Linked DNA regions of Mus musculus: region 2 is linked to region 1. The links are chromatin contacts, called in public HiChIP or PLAC-seq maps. All regions are on one chromosome and are shown on one strand. Each heading gives the region's core, a stretch centred on a gene start, on an enhancer-like site or on the middle of the called end of the contact. The rest is flanking DNA. Distances are from core to core; before and after follow the strand shown.

Evidence for each region. HiChIP or PLAC-seq counts read pairs in DNA pulled down with a chosen protein or histone mark.
Region 2: a contact with region 1 is called in an H3K4me3 HiChIP or PLAC-seq map of bone marrow-derived macrophages, with 4 times the contacts expected there. The contact joins the promoter of Zkscan6 here to the enhancer-like site in region 1. A contact is called at or near these places in 11 of 39 promoter capture datasets (the 3T3-L1 cell line, the C10 cell line, the HPC-7 cell line and 9 more), 2 of 15 datasets of contacts at CTCF or cohesin (CD8 T cells and the NIH/3T3 cell line), 10 of 484 Hi-C or Micro-C datasets (3T3-L1-derived adipocytes, CD4 T cells, Th1 cells and 7 more), 8 of 115 datasets of contacts at active chromatin or transcription factors (the 230-238 cell line, CD8 T cells, the HPC-7 cell line and 4 more) and 3 of 9 other capture datasets (adipose tissue, liver and pancreatic islet).

What each region holds. Positions count from the first base shown.
Region 1 is chr11:65,738,395-65,743,925 of GRCm38.p6, reverse strand. The region is part of intron 2 of Map2k4 (mitogen-activated protein kinase kinase 4); the gene reads left to right. Among named protein-coding and RNA genes, the nearest start is that of Mir744, 6.3 kb to the right of the region's middle. Within about 2 kb of position 3,320, at least 51 of the 459 cell types and tissues checked have an H3K27ac peak or open chromatin away from gene starts, as enhancers often do. A contact at or near this core is called in the HPC-7 cell line, Th1 cells, bone marrow-derived macrophages and 2 more, where this site is marked.
Region 2 is chr11:65,804,743-65,810,273 of GRCm38.p6, reverse strand. Zkscan6 (zinc finger with KRAB and SCAN domains 6) reads right to left here and starts at 3,099. Exons shown (of 7, transcript NM_001302374.1): 1 at 3,013-3,099.

The DNA of each region.
Region 1 (5,531 bases), core at 2,071-4,570:
ACCAGTCAGCTCTCCTGCTTGTGGCAGCTGTCAAGGGGTGAGACAGGCTCTCCTGAGCTCACAAAGGTGATCCCTTTCTGAAATCTTAAATAAGATTGTAAAGATACAGTTACATTCTGTGGTTCTGGATAGATGTATATTTTGGGAGTACAGGGGATTATTCAAAATCTGGGTGTGGTTTTCTTAAACCACATTCTGTGTTAAGGCTAGTCAGTTGCTGGCCAGCTTCCTTTGGAAACTTGTGAAGAACACATTCTGCTGGAGATTTCGACTTTTCGGAAAGATACTGGACTCAGTCTTCAAGTATGGGGCCATATAAGCCACAGAGCATGGCCATGTGGTGTTGAGGCAATGGGACGAGCACTAGGATGCTGGAGAGGGAGAGCACCAGAATTCACAGGGAAGACAGCACTAGGATCTTTATCTCGTCCTCTTCTCATCTCTTCATGTCTCTCCTCAGCTCTCAGCTTTCAAACTCCAAACAGTAACAAACACATTTGGAGTTTTATGAAATTGATTGGAACCAAAGCAAGAATCTGAGTTATGAGGGAAGAGACTCATGGCTATGCCACTGGAAACAAACTGATTCAGAAGAAGCACCAAGTAAGCAAACAGTAGATGGCGGCGTAGAAGGGACACTTCAGTACAGTTGCCTGAGGCTTGTTTATTGCTGGGATGTTGGTACTGTCCCTAGTATCTAAAGAACCAGCTGAGGCTGGGAGGACTGCAGTGTTTCATTCGTCCTGTATGGGCACATTTGTGAGCCATTGTCATAATATTAATATCTTTCCTGGAAGTCCCTAGAAATCTCAGTCACCACCTTTGGGTCCATGTTTGAAAAGGGATGTATGTATGTGTGGTGAAGAATCAAACAGGAAACAAGAGGTCCCAGTGTGGATGCTGTCTTAAAGAGAAAACCCCATTTTAATTTGATGGGCTAATGCCCATAGCATCATCTGAATACTAAAGAATGAAACCCCTGATAAATAGAGGTGATCATAAGAATTAAGCCGAAACGACTAGCAGTAGATCCAAATTAATATTTACTAAAAGTAAGGAAGTACTAATCAAGCACTCCATCCTTTCTGAGAGTGTTGTTGGATTGTGGGTCATGCCTCTGCTAAGGACTGGTGTATTCTGATTCCATTCAGAGATGCAGTGAAGAAACATGAAGCCCAGGCCAGGATTTCCAAGGAGAGTTTCCCAGAGAGCAAAGACCAAATGAAATCTTGTTTCTTTTCTAGTTGAATTCTTTAGTCTATAAATATGTTCACATTGGATGCCAAGTTGAGATGTAGGAGGCCCCGAGAATATTTTTTTCTTCACTTTACCAAAACCTTTGTTCATATGGTTGAACTGTATGTGAAAGCCTAAGCAGTTTTCTAGAAATACTAACATTTTCTTGAATTCAGTAACAGTTGTATTGTTTGGAATCATGAGTATGTCAGGCTTATTGTATATTTGGGATTAAATTAAGCTGCTTTATCACAGATCATAGTTATGCTGAACTCTTTACCCTTCTTTGACAGGTCTTAACAGTATGTTCTATACTGACTTGGAATCTATGATCCTTCTGCCTCAGCCCCCAGGGTGCTGACTTCCATTGGCAGTTATGCTAGTTATGAGGCTACAAAAATAAAAATTACTCAAGTTTTCTCCTTAGTCAGAGGCTGCCTGTGGAAAGGTGGCCTTACTTGCCCTGTTTCAGGTTACCTTTCCTCCCCAATCAATCAATCAATCAATCAATCAGTAAACAAACAAACAACAGTTCTTCTCTTTAAGGGAAGAGGAATGGATGGGGGGGGCACACCTTATTTAGGAAATGAGGTCATCATGAGTAAAGCATTATGGATGGAAGTAGAAGATTGAGGTAGCAGTAAACCAGGACTTAGGCTTTTGAGTCTTCTGCTGTCAGCTCAAAGGCTATTAGAAGAGAGCAAGGAGACTAGGGGTGGGAGAGTTTGCACTGGAGCTGTGGATATTAGCATTATTACATTAGGCCCTGGGTGTCTGCCTCAGCAGCTTGTGGCATTTCTCACATGCAACGATACAAAATAGAGGGAGGTTTGCATGTCTGTGGGATGCTTTTTAATGTGTACCCTGCCTTGTTAATTCCAGTTGCCATGATCTATCCACACTCCTAGATCCATGTCCTCAACACAAGGGTGTTGACAAACCTTCCTGGATCTCTGTCCTTATAGTAGTCTGAGCCCTTCAGGCAGGAGCTAGGGACAGTTGCATTATTTTTTCTGTCAGGGCCTGCTACCATCAATGCTTGATGCCTAGTGTCTTAAGATTGTGTCTTGTGTCTGTCTTGTCTGCTGTGAGGTCATTCTTCTCTCCATACTCTAGAATAGGAAACTTGGTGCTACATAGACACAAGGAAACAGGATTTATAACAATAGAAAACATCTTGGCTGATTTTAGGAAGACTATCTCTTAGCAGCATTTCTCAGGATTCACATAGTTTCTTTCACCCATCCCTAGCCAGGACTAATTCTCTTCATAATGAAAAAAAATTAATTTGTAGGGGTTGGAAAGATGGCTCAGTGGTTAACAGCACTTGTTTCTCTTCCAGAACACTTGGGTTCAGTTCCTAGCACCCACGTATAACTTGTAACTGTCTATAACTGAAGATTTAGGGGATCGATAGCCTCTTCTGGCTTCTGAAGGCACCAGACATGAATGTGGTGCACATAAATACATGCAGCCAAAGAACTCATAAAAAATAATATAAATCAATCAAAACCGTTTCTTAAGTGAAATGTAGCTTGTAAGAAGGAGCTGGGCTGAATGAGCTGCAGTACTCATTACTGAACTGAGCGTGGGACAGGAGGACGCTCGACTTCTCTGGAATCTGGAAACAAAGGAGTAGTGAGAGACCATGGTACATGCGGCATGCACACTCACACACAGCAGTTGCCAAGAACTGGAGGGAAATAACTGATTTCAAAACATAAATAGCTGAATTCTTTTACATTCTTGAATTCATTGAGAAGGTAAACAAGCCTGTGAAACATTTTTGGTGGGTAAGATTTATGGTTCTAGAGAGTGGTTTTCAAGCTTCCTAATGCTGCAACACTTTAATATAGTTCCTCATGTGACCCTAACCATGAAATTATTATCATTGTTACTTCATAACTGTAATTTTGCTACTGTTATGAATCATAATGTAAGTATATGATTTCCGATGGTTCTAGGCCACCCCTGTGAAAGAGTCATTTGACCCCACAAAGGAATTGCAACCCACAGGTTGAGAACCACTACTCTAAAGAACTTATTGGGCAAAGGAGCAATGACAAAGCAGACTGCTTGAACTAGCAGGTCTCAGTGGTGCTGCTCTTTCAGGCAGGAGAACAGGAAATGCTTCTTATTACTCAACAGGCACAGTAAAATACAACTAGAGAGAGTCGTGTGTGTGTGTGTGTGTGTGTGTGTGTGTGTGTGTGTGTGTGTGTGTGTGACTGAAACACCAGCACCTGTGAGGCTGAGGCAAGAATTTGAGACAAACTCAGTCTATATAGAACCTGACTCAAAAGAGACAGGGAAAATGTTACTTAATCTTAGTATCAATTTAAGTTAGAATGCAAGGCAAAAGTTGGCTCTTGACTAGTGGGTGTTGCTGGTCCTGCCAAGTCTATATAAGCAATGTTCTTCAGCCCTGATCAAAATGAAGCTGTAACTAATGACTGCTGAGTTAGAATGCTTTGGTGGAATTTGTAAACTAGCTTTTGTAATTTATGCATACAGTATAGATAAATGCAAACAGAAAGTGTGTTTTCTTTCTGAACTGTGAGTGAGGTTTTTCCTTTTCTCTACCCTTGGAGCCTTATCAAAGGGTGTTGGCTTAGGGTATCTGGTTAGACAGGAGTGGCTCAGGAACCTGTTTGCTGCTGAGTTGGCAAAGTGGACACCACTGTATTAACAGAGAGCAGATGTGAAGAGTTGAGTACTGCTGGAGCCATTTGTCACCTCCTTGGTTGTGTCACTGTTTAAAACAAAACAAGCAATGTAAAGTCTACCTACCTACACAGGAAACAACATGGAATTTACCCACCCATATAAAAAGCCCCATGCAGCTTTGCCAAACATGTGGAATAGAAATATAACTTACCTCTGGATTAATGTTCTGGAACATAATGTCACAGTTATTTGTTTTTAAAATCTCTAGTTGTTAGGAAATTATAGATTTGTGTGGGTCAGTGAAAATATGACAGCTAACATAGATGCAGTGCTAGTAAATGGAAAATTTGGTCATATCTGCCCAAAAGCTAAATAAGCAGAAGAGACGTCATGTATCAGTTTGCCAGTTTGCAGACTTTCATGTGACAAGGTAAGTCTAAGATTTCAGATTTTAGTCTCTATGCATTGATGCTACTTTAATAATAAGGCCTGTATTAAATGGATTCAAGCCCTATATCAAATGTCCTACTTAAAATCTTACATGCTCTACAGGGTTACTTTTATAAACATACATTTCTTTTGTGTGCACACGTACTATGTCAGTTTTTCACTATGTGAATGTACATGTTCTCTTTAGGAACCAAGAATTATTTATTAGATTTAAGCTTTATATCTTTAAGAAATCAGATACTTCTAAGGCAGAGCTTTTGACTAGAATTGCTGTGGGCTTGAAGACGTTTAGGTTAGTGTTTGCCAGCCACTTGATGCTGGGTGAGCTTCCCTGCTGACCTGCCTCCTTCTATGCCAGATGCTAGGGCTATAGGACTTCACCTCCCTTGAGAATCACTGGGAAATGCAATAACCTTAGGGACTTTGCTAGTGCAGGGTAAATTTGAGTGCATATAAACATCAAGTACAGAGACAATGGCAGAAGCCTTGTAACTTCTTTCCCCTTTTCTATATATTCATCCAGACAGAGATAGGCTCATGTAGTGTTGTCACAGGTGAAGTCTAGAGTGTTTGAAAACTAAACCCAAACCATTGACAGTGTGATTCAAACAACAGAAACTGATTTCTTACAATTGTGGAGGCTAGAGAGCCCAAGATCTAGTTACTAGGAAGAGAGGTTTTATTCTGAGGTCTTTTTCTATGGCTTCCTGATACCAACACCTCATTGGCTGGTCATAGGACCTCTTTTCTTCATGTATGTGGTAAAGCAGCAAGCTCTCTAATGTGTTCTCTTACAAGAACACTAGTCTTGTTGGAGTATGTCCCATCTTTACTAACCTTCCTTTAACCTCAATTATGTCCAAGGCCATAATGTAGTCACACCAGGTATCTTTGGTATGTGACATTTGAGATGGAACACAATTTAGTTCATAACATACATAGTTAGGACATACAGCATTTCTGCCTCATGTAGAAAGGATGGAGAGGAGAAAGGGTGGTGGACAGCGTGGTAGTTATATCAACCACATACTCTGGCTAATGTGTCGATTAGACATTATTCATTATTCACTGAAGGCATTTTGTAGAAAACGGTGACAAGGAATGAAGGCTATTGGGAAGATGTTTGTTTTTTGTTGTTGTTGTTTTGTTTTTGTTTTTGTTTTTTTTGGTTGGTTTTG
Region 2 (5,531 bases), core at 1,850-4,349, 67 kb before region 1:
TGAATACATTTCTATTTAAATTAGACTGTAGTTGGAGAATACATACTTGAAGTTTCCAGTTCTATAAAAACTTGTGCCTACGATTTTTTCATTAGTGTTTCTTATGTGCTTGAACTGAATAAACCACAGATGTTGAGCCTAATTTTGATTGCTACTACAAGGAGCTGGCATAGTATATGAAAACAGAATGTGGCATAAGCATATGAAAACCGGTATGACTACATTAGTATATGTGATCAAGCTGACTGGAAGATCTGTTAGTTTCTCCTGCTGTGAGGAAATACTGTGAACAAAAGCAACTTGTGGGGGAAAGGGTTTCAGGAACACTTTTCACCTAACAGTTAAGCATCCAAAGTGGTTAAGATAAGAACCCAAAAAAGGCAAAGAACCGGGGAGGCAGGAAGAGACCATGGAGACCTTACTTACTGGCTTGTTCAGCCTGCTTTCTTAAAGAACCCAGTACCACTAGGGGTTGCACTCCTCACAACGGGCTGGGCCCTCCCTCATTACTAATTAAGAAAATGCCCTATAGGTTTGCCTATAGCCCTATCTTAATGGAGACAATTTCTCAATTGAGGTCCCTTCAGTTGACGATAGCTTGTGCCAACTTGACATAAAACTAGCCAACACAAAGACAAAGGAGGGGGTTGTCATTTCATTTTGAGAAATGTGTTGGCTCATCAATAATAAATAGTGTAGCTACAATAGTACTAACCAAAACAAACAAACAAACAAACAAACAAACAAACAAAAAAGATGGCATGTCATTAAAATAGATGGGTCAGAACATCAAGAAATAGAAGTGTAGACACACCTAGTATCAATTTTTTTGTTGATTATTTGGTATGTGTTTGAGGATAGGTGTTTGGGGCTGTCGCTGTTTTGAGATAGGGTCTGTCTCTGGAGCAGAGTCTAGCCTGGAATTCAAGACAATCACACTGCATGCATCAGCCTCCCCAATGCTGATATTAAAGGAGTGAGGTGCTGTCCTGACTTCTAGTACCCACCAAAGCTAAACCCCACAGCTCTAGTATGCTTAATGAAGTCCATAAGAAATATTCAGGAAAACAAACCATGTACACACATTTCATACAATTGGAAACTTCAAGTATGTATTCTGTAACCACGATATCCTAATTAGAGTTACTATTACTATTATGATGATGAGACATCACAACCAAAAAGCAAGTTGGGAGGAAAGGGTTTATTCAGGTTACACTTCTAGATCATAGTCCATCACTGAAGGAAGTCAGGACAGGAAGGAACTCAACCAGGGCAGGATCCTGGAGGCAGGAGCTGATGCAGTGGCCCTGAAGGAGTGCTGCTTGCTAGCTTCCTCCTCCCAGCCTGCTTTCTTAGAGAACTCTCAAGACCACCAGCCCAGGATGCTATCACTCACAACCCATGGGCCCTTCCCCATCAATCACTAATTAAGGATATACCCTACAGCCAGATCTTAAGGAGGCATTTTCTCAACTAAGGTTCTCTCCATTCAGATGACTCAATCTGACATAAACTAGCCAGGACAGAATGTAATTAAATGAGAAATCAACACCAATAAGGGATCTTGAAATCCCAACTTGTAGAAATTAGTAATCAGTGGTCAAAGACATCGCAATGGAAATTACAATATATTTTCACACAAAATGATCCTGAAATCACAGTTGACCAAATGTTATGAGCTTAGAACAGCAGCTCAAAACCTATGAGTTGAGATCCTTTCATGGGGGGTTACCTAGGATCATGGGAAAACACAGATATTCAAATTATAATCTGTAACAATAGCAAAATTACAGTTATGAAGTAGCAACAAAAAATATTTTATGGTTGGGAGTCACCACCATGAAAAGAACTGCATTAAAGAGTCTCAGCATTAGGAAGGTTGAGAATCACTGGCTTAGGAGGACAACTTTCAAAGAAGGCTCTGTTTTTAGAAATGAAATACACAAAACCCCTTCACTAACTAAATGATTTCCTGAGTTTTACAAAAATAATAAAATTTCAGTCAGTAAAATTTCTACCTGTCAGATTGATCAGAATTAGTTCCTAACACAAATCTGGAGACTATTCAAGAAGCGCTATTCTGGGAAACTAAATCTTACACATTTAAATTGTATATTAATACTACTACTTCATGCAGTAGAGGCCAACTGGTGGCTACCACCCAGGCATCTGTGACAAGGCGTCCATTTACTCAAAATTAAATTACCTTATAGAGAGACGTATGGATTTGTGTCCGGATGAGACTCTACCTCTCACTCCTCACAGAAGAAACTCGTGATTTATCAGTTATATTTGTATTACCGACGCTTTAAGAAATCGAAGTGAAATGCAATTTTTCTATGCACACGTAGGTTGCACACAGGGTTGCACATGTAGGTGGCCCTTTGTTTATCAGACCACTGTAGGCTTTGCTTGTGCCATTGATGACCCTCCTGACAGCCCTGTAAAGTAAGTATTAAAAGTGGGCTGGAGAGATGGCTCAAATCCCAGCAACCACATGGTGGCTCACAACCATCCGTAATGAGACTTGACCCCCTCTTCTAGGGTGTCTGAAGACAGCTACAGTGTACTTACATATAATAATAAATAAATCTTTAAAACAAAAACAAAAACAAAAAACAAAGTTAACAGCTCTGGATCCTCCAGGGCTTCCAAGCAGCAACGTTTCAAGCCCAGGAAGAGCTAGGGCAGCCTTCTGGGGGTTTGCAAGGGGTAGCTGGGGTTATCACTGAGGGCCAGTAACTAGCGGTTAGCCACCTGGCAGTGTCCAACCGGAGTCCGGACAGACCCGATCCCTCTCCTGGGACGAGCAACCCGGAAGAGTCCACTTTCCGTTCCGCCCCGAGTCCCCTCCCCCGCACGCGCCTGCCGTCCGCGAGCGCGACAGGCACGGGGCTGAGACCGCTGTCCCCGCCCCAGCTCGCTCCTGACAGTGCGCGAGCTGAAGCGACTTCAGGTTTGACCCCAGGACTCGGCTAGCCCTCCGATCCGCCCAAACTACGCGCTTACCTCGGCCCTAACCACCCTCACCGAGGCACTTCCGGAAGCTGGACGGCTGCGCGCATCCGCGGCCCTGGCGACGCGCGGCGCCGGGGCGGAGCGAGGGGCGGGGCGGGGCGGGGCGAGTGAGGGACTACCTGAGACCGGCTTTCCTATTGGCTCCCCAAGAAGTGTCCCAGTTCACGACCCGAGTCTGACCCCTCCCCTCGCAGGGAGCAGGGAGCTCCGGGTTCCCACCAGCATTCATTCCTCGAGATCGGGTTTTCTAACCCAGGCTGAGCCTACAGCCTTTTCGCCCATTTTCAGACCGTCCTGCGCTGGGCCACAGCAGTCACCTCTTATCACTAAGCCCAGTTGACAGAAGCCTCCTGTCCAAATCCAGGTATTCAGTCATGAGTAGCTGACAGACAGGACAGCTTTGGAATAGAGATGCGTCCTCCCCCTAGACCATGGTTAGAAGGGTGGACATCTCCGAAGAAACACGGCAGGGGCGAGGGGAGCATGGTATGTGCACACGCCTGAAAAACTGATCAGTAGGAAAGGAACTCAGCGAGTACTCAAAGTAAGTCCTTGGCGCCGAAAGGCTCGCAGTTCCTTAGAAAACCTTTCACAATCCCGGTTAAAGCAATCGGTGAGTCAGACAGACGTCAAGAGACAAACGTAGTTGACAGGTTACGAGTCTGGCAGAGGCGGAAGTGTCTATCACAGGAGAGCTTGGCTGATTGAGCAGAGACATTTAGCTAGAGACTCGCCTCGTGGGTTATTTTCAATTCTGAGGAACTTCACTTCCAAGATCAGGTGGTTTGGTCGGGACCCTAATAAGGTTCCTGTAAAGCGTGTTGGGCTTTAGTTGAACAACATTCAAGGGAGAGCAGAGTAACTCAAACCCTGGAGTTGTGCAATGAGCCTCTGAGAATCTGACTGAAGCTGAGGCTTTTCCCACGGGAAATATGGAGACATGGCTATACACACATTTCCTTCTGAAATTCAGGGAGAGAATAGAGGCAATCTTGGAATCCACAAAATTCAAGCTGACAGTTCTAGTTAGAACTGTCCCTTTAGCTACTTTTTAAAAATTAAGCTGGCAATTGAGGAGAAGCATGACACTCTTTGAACAGACGGAACAAGCAAAACACATTTTAAAAATAGGAAGACATCTAACTTAGCGGAGGAGATAATAGAAAAGTGCCATCTATTTTCATTTACTTCATAAATATTTACCAGCTGCCTTGTCGGAGCCGGATACTATTCCATTCGATAAGGATATAGCAGTGAACTACACATGCAATGCTCTGGCCCTTAAAATACTATTTTGTGAAGAAAGCTGAGCAATAGGTAAATAAATGCACAGGTAATAAGCATGCTGGGTCATGAAAAGTAGGAAAAAATTAATGAGGTAAGACAGGTGGTATTAGAGTTGTATTACAGTTTATGTACCATGAGGGAGGACGAACAGATAAAACAACCTTGAATTGAGACTAGAAGTTAAGGAGCAAACCTAGTGTACAGGGCAAGTTTTCCAGGCTGAGGAAATAACAAACATCTAAGCCTGGAGACAATAAGAAAAAAAAGTAAAGAGCTCTGAGCTCTGAGCTCTGGACCACAGCAGCAAATAGTTCCCACGTAAGAGTACTGAGGGTGCAAGGCAGAATACATGTGCGTGTGTGTACACATATGTATTATGTGTACCTGTGCCAAGGCCTGTGTGTATGGAGGTCAGAAGGCAACTTTAGAAATCAGTTCTGTCTTCCCACCATGTAGGTTCCAGGATTAAACTGAAGCTTTGTCGACCACTGAGTCTTCTTGCCAGCTTGGCGCCTAGGATTTAGTGCATGCTAATCAAGCACTCTATACCAACGGAGCTCTATCCCCAGACCCCAGAGTACATTCATAATCAAATTCTTAATCATAATTTGTAATCAAATACTGTATGTGTAATATAGTAGAATCAAGAGCAATGCTAACTCAATCAGATATGACCAAGAGGCCAGCAAAATATGTATGTGATGCTTACATATATATGTAAATTATACATACAGATTATACATACAGATAATCTATGTAAGGTATATGTGAAGATTATATGTGTGCATATTATGGTGTTTGTGTGTAGTGCTAGAGCATGAAAAAAACTTTTTTGTAGTTTGCACTTATACAAACTATGAAGTTCTTTATGAAATGTTATTAAACCTAATGGAAAATGGGTCCTATTTGGGTCTGAATAGGCAAGAATCAACATATATAAGGTTCCATATGAAACATCTTAATGCTTTCATTGTGAGACTATTGGTTAAAATTATTAAAACTTGAAAACTGCATAATTCGTTTGCAAGAGCTACTGACTTATATGAGGGACTATGGAAGTTAATAGTAACAAATGATATTAAAATATAAATATGTAGCTAATAATGTAACTTATCCATTTGCAGTTTTTGTGAAGTGGTTTTTTTTTTTTTTTTTTTTTTTGGTGTTTTACTTTGACAATGGTTAAAACCACCAAAAATAAACTAAACTTAGAAGGAGGCCTT